Regions from separate parts of the Sus scrofa genome. Here region 2 is linked to region 1. Evidence: chromatin contacts called from public Hi-C data. All regions are on one chromosome and are shown on one strand. The core of a region is the stretch at or near the end of the contact, and the rest is flanking DNA. Distances in the headings are between cores, read along the strand shown. Region 1 has its middle 160 kb from the start of NR2F2. Region 2 overlaps LOC110261615 (a long non-coding RNA gene).

The links. Hi-C and Micro-C count contacts between places; a contact is called where the count stands out from the background.
Region 2: a contact with region 1 is called in a Hi-C map of liver, with 1.9 times the contacts expected there. The contact joins two enhancer-like sites. A contact is called at or near these places in 2 of 47 Hi-C or Micro-C datasets (both in liver) and 1 of 2 datasets of contacts at active chromatin or transcription factors (skeletal muscle).

Annotation. Positions count from the first base shown.
Region 1 is chr7:83,246,367-83,249,216 of Sscrofa11.1, reverse strand. No RefSeq gene overlaps it. Among named protein-coding and RNA genes, the nearest start is that of NR2F2, 160 kb to the right of the region's middle. Within about 2 kb of position 1,521, at least 9 of the 83 cell types and tissues checked have an H3K27ac peak or open chromatin away from gene starts, as enhancers often do. A contact at or near this core is called in liver, where this site is marked.
Region 2 is chr7:84,073,103-84,075,802 of Sscrofa11.1, reverse strand. All of the region lies in intron 1 of LOC110261615 (a long non-coding RNA gene), which reads left to right. Among named protein-coding and RNA genes, the nearest start is that of MCTP2, 890 kb to the left of the region's middle. Within about 2 kb of position 1,407, at least 6 of the 83 cell types and tissues checked have an H3K27ac peak or open chromatin away from gene starts, as enhancers often do. A contact at or near this core is called in liver, where this site is marked.

The DNA of each region.
Region 1 (2,850 bases), core at 272-2,771:
ACAGGTCAAACCGAGTGCAGTTATTAAGGACCACTTGTTACCACCAAACAGAGCAGTTCCAAGAAGAGAGGTCACCGCCCTCCAATCTTTGACTTCCATCCTGAGTTGAAGATGACCCTTCAGGAAAACATGCGGTGAAAAGTGGTTTTGCCCTCTGAGCCAACAGAAAATTGGCCTCTGAGGTGACTTGTAACGGGATTTTGTCAGCCGTGAGCAGAACTGCACGGGTTCCTACGAGGCATGGGATTCAGAGTCGTAATAGAAAACATTTATTTGGCTCCAACTAAACATCCTAACACATGTTAGCATTTGCTGCCAATATGCTTCCTAATTAAGAGCTACATAAAATCATAGGAAATCCTGTATCCTGTCTTCATGCACTTTTCATGTATCTCTTGTTCCCTGGCCTTATTTCTCAAGTATTGCTACCACACACCCACCCACACACACACACACAAAACAGGTTGATTCAAAAGTCTTGTTTTGCCAACCATGCAGTGTGGTGTCATTAACAAGATTAATGTACATTCCAAAACTCACCACCATGCCTTTTTTTTCATCCTAAAACAAATGCTGCTATTAAAAACTAATTTAAAAAGAAAAGAGCTAATAAGCACCCCCCCAATAAAAGAACAACCCCTTCATTGGTAAAGTGTTGCCTGTAACTGATATAAAACTTCAAAATGTTTTTTAAAAATATCTTCTCTCTTGGATTGTCTGGACTATTGACCATGTTGGTATATTTTATCATGTTGAACGGATTTCAAGATGAAGGACAGACTAGAGTCTGGTTTTCCTCTTGGGTCTTCCTTAAATTAATGCTAATTTCATCTGAAAATATTTAGAGATAGACCTGTAAATCCTAAGCCATCACTCTCCCATTATATGCAGTAGGCATAAGGTGATTACTGCACAGATAGAGATATGTATGATAACTCTAATTAAGGCTAGGATTTGTGTGAGTTACACTTAGAAACACTTGTTTTATCAGTTTGGATGTAGTCTTTGACCTTACATAGCCAAACTAATTGCTTCCTTTCCCTACCATAAGGCAGAAATTAAAAATCAAACAAAACAAAACAAAAAACAGAAGAAGAAGAAAAAAAAAGACCACTCCAGTCCATTATAAATTTCTCCCTCTAATTCTATTTTGTTTTCCCATACACTGAAATAGACTCTGAAATGGCACAAAAGAAATGAAGCCTGGGCCTGAAAAGTTATCTTTTTCCATAGGACACATTAATGATTTTCAGAATTAATTTTTTTTTTTTTCAAATGAAACGCACATGCTCTCATTGCCCCTTTCCTGAGATGGCTTTGCACTCGTCTTCGTCTTTTTCCCCCTTCCAAATCTATTTATTTCTTGTTGTTCTTGGCCCGTCCTCACTTTCCATTTTTCATGATTAGTTCTTTATGATCGTGTGTTTCCTTTTTCTCCCCGCCGTGGCTGCCGGCCAGTTCTCTTCCAGCACTTGAACTTCCCTTTGCTAATGAAACAAGAGCTGCCTCCCTCCCTGGCTTTTGCCATCCAGCTGTTTCCTTTTTAAAATATACACTCATCTTTATTCAGTGAAGTTCCTGGGCAAACCTGACTTCTTTCACAGAAGAGTTAATAATCACAGGAGGAACTAAAAAGGTTTTAGGAGAAAGGCATATCTGGGAAATTTTGAGAGTGGGTGGAAGGAGGATAAGTAGAAACTAAGTTTATTTTTGAAAGGTTCTGGGGGGAAAGAAAAAAAAAAGAACAAAGAACTGGGTCCATAATGTTTTATTCTTTGGGTGCTCTGGATGGCAAGTTGGTCCTGGAGGTCTCCCACACCTACACGGCATCTTAAAGTTCCCACTTCGCTTGCTTCACCTCTTGTGGCCACTTGAAAGTAGCCTAACCACGTCGGCAGACCTGAGTTGTATAGGATTAGGTGGTGAAAAGGTGCCAACTTGAGGTTCAGTCTGCCAAGTCAAGTCAATTTACTGTAATGCTTTGATTGTTCAACTTGGCTTTAATCCCTCTTCCATCTCCATCGTGCCCTTGACATCATGGAAATTACCACCCAAAGTTAATGTCATCAGATGAACCCCGCTAACTATTTCAGAGAAGGGTTCCTGAACAAAACAACCTGTTTACTTCATAAGCTTTCAGATCCACCCCCCCCCAAAATATTTCCAGAAAAATGAATAAGCCCAGAGGTATCCTCTTACAACTGGAGAGTGACTAATTCTTTTTTCTGTATTATAACTGATAAGACCTCATGTGACTGGAAATGAATACGTATTCTACCCAAGCATCAGTTGAGTATTTGTATGAAAGGCTTAATTGATTAGATAAAGAGGTTTATTAGATTAAGAGCTTTGAGTTTAAAAAAAAAAAAAAAGTCCTCTTTTAAAATCTGAGGAACTCTCCCTTCTCTAAAAATGTTTTTCCTGATATAAGATTTCCAAAGGAATAATTTTTCCAACAGAAATAGAAAAGAAACAAAAACATAAAGGGGTAAAAAAAAGCAAGAAGGAAACCAAAAAAAAAAAAAAGGATCACAAGAAAAAAATCGTAACAATGTGTGGTGGTGGATGTTAACCAGACTTATTGTGGTGATCATTCTGCAATATATACAAATATCTAATCATTATGTCATACACCTAAAATTAATACAACGCTTTTTGTCAATTATTTCTCAGTGAAAATGTACTACCATGTGAGATAATCTTATTTGGAAACAATTATCAGGTGAGATAAAAATTAGCATTTTCAGTGGAAAGAAATGCGATTATAATAACTTAATACAGTGTGGATCTTCACCAATTACAAGTACTTTCGTAGATAGATGGATAGATACTCACACTTGAACTTCACAG
Region 2 (2,700 bases), core at 158-2,657, 830 kb before region 1:
TTGCCCTGTGGAGTAAGCCCGGAGGCTGGCCTCTGGAAACAGGGACTAGATTTTGTCCAGTAGCCAAAAAGACTTTATGCTTGGCTGATGAACTTCTGGTCTATGGCTCCCTGAAATCCCCTGGCCCTGGGTTGGGATGATTTCCAGAGTCATTTCAGGGCTGGACCTGTAGGTTGGGGTTAAGTGGTTCCAGCTTCTAAGGTTAGAAATATACAGAGGCAGGAAGCCAAAAAGATCCTCACCATAAGAATTTTTTTGTAACTCAATTCTACTTTCCTCCCCAACTATAGTTTATTGATATGGACTTATTCTAAGAGCATGTTCAGAGGAAGAAGATTGACTAAAACTATTCCAAGTCAAACACAGGGGCTATAGCACTATGACCAAAACTAATGCTGAAAACAGTCAGATACATTTCATATTCTGTTATGCCTTGGAATATCTAGCTTTATGTGGGACACATAATATATTTTAAGTGCATATCAATACATACTAGAAAGCTGTAGCTATGATAGAGTTGTAATATTGACAAATGATATTTTAAAAATCACTCTTATTCCATTCCAACTTATTTTAAAGTATGTCCTTATTTAAAATGTCTTTTTTTTAATTTTGCAAAATTTCATTCTTATTTCTTACTTTCAAAGAAAACATTTTAAATATTTGGAAGCTGTTTTGCTGCCATATAGTTCATACACATGCACACACACACACACACACACACACACACACACACACACACACACACACAGCCATGAAACAACCAACATATTGCTGAGTTAGCAACTCAGTAACCAGTGCCATACATCCCTTTTGTATCAAGTTGTGCGCATTCTTAAAGTGATAATGGAACTAAATTTGGAGGGAACAGGGCCCATAAGTTTCAATTTATTTGTTTCACAATCACAGCCTCAAACTGAAGGGAAAATTATGCTGCAGTTTGATAAATAAAGCACTATACATTCACAAACAAAATGCAAAATGAAAACTTTGAGAACTTTAGATAATCAAGGATCTTAGATTAATTCCATCCATGGTTGAGAGTTTTTTGTTGTTGTGAATTTGCTGGAGAATTTAGTATGAAAGCCCTCTAACTAGTGTCTGATTATATCAGTGTCTCTATTTCCTTTTAGAACATACATCTGTTGTTGTGGGGGGTTTTCAGAGGGGAGAGTGCGGTTGTGGTTATTATGGAAATACGGCAAAACCAAATATTTTAAAGCAGATGAGAAGAACCCCACAGACAGTTGGCTCACAAATGTTGTATGCTTTCCACATCCAGGCACAAAGCAAGAAGCAGTAACAGCAGCGTTCCTGGTGGCCTCTGTTTTTATCTGTTTCAAACGCTGGACTGCTCTTGTTAGTTAACTGACTGGAGATTGTTTTTTCCCTTTATTCCCTCTCTCTCTTTTTTAATTGTTGTTACTCTGTTTTGCCTGAAAGCTGCAGTATCTCACTGTTCATTATTCCCGGTTCAGTCAAATCCTGTCCAAAATTAACTCATCATGTGCTGGACTTTTCTCTTGCTCTGTTTCTTTCTATGCAAGATGTATAGCATGGACCCCGTAGTAGCTCTTAAAAAGTTTGCAGATCCTGTATGAACAACTCTTTTAATTAGCTCAATGCTAATTTTATTTGCCTGGGTTTCTTTAATATTTACCATTTCTAACTAGTAGTGTTTCCAATTATTGACAAATCATTTTAAAATTCTGAAGTTCCAACACCATCAAACTTCAATTCTTTCTCTTTCTCTCTGTCATACAGTCCTAGTTCTACAGAATCTGTTTCAACTTGAGTTCCCCTTTTCTGTCCATTTTATTTTAAACTTTTAAAAAGAGCCTTCTGAGACTCCAAACGCAAGCTGTAAGACAGAGGGAAAAAAAATAAGTCAGTAGTCAATGAGGCACGAGAACTAGTTTCTTATATCAGCATCAGATTCCAGAGTCTTCAACTTGAATTAAATGCAGCCATCAGAGGAACCATAGAAATGAGAAAGTTGCTGTTATAAATTAATGATTATTTGCTGTGCACGTTACAGTGGCTGTTTGTTCCACATTTTATTGTGATGTTTTATTCTTATTCAGTGCAACAGTAATTGGGTCTTAAACATGATAAAGTATCTTAAAGCTGCACTGGTAGCTGAGCTGCCTACAGCAGGTTTTTAACTCTAGTTAAAGAAGGTTAATCAAAGCTAATGAATCTGTTTTATCCAATGCCACAAGTGGATCAAAAAAATATGCAGGAGGTGACTGGACTAAAATCCGGATTGTTCAGCTGGAAACACAAATACATTTTTAGCATAGTAATTCTGTAAGCATCTTTAATGGTCCTGGATTTGTATATGGCCTGTACCTGCAAGATCAATATTTATCTTTCTGATGCTCTCTCTCTTGCCATGAAAAAAAAATATATATATGGGCCTTATGAAAATACAGAAGAGGAAATGCAATCCCATGTACAGCCTTCAGTGTGAGACTATCAAGAGACTGTTGCATTCAGAAGTTCAGAATAGCTCTGCTCTTTATGAAAGAATATGAGGAGCCCCTAATAAGGCTAATTCATTAGAACAAGCGTTTGTTATTAAAACACACCACGCAGGACCACAGGCATCCAAGCCAGACAGTGTGGCAATTAAAGTTGCCTCCCTGCAAAATTCAGGCTGCTCACCAACTCTCGCCCATGAGTTCTGTTTTGTTTTCT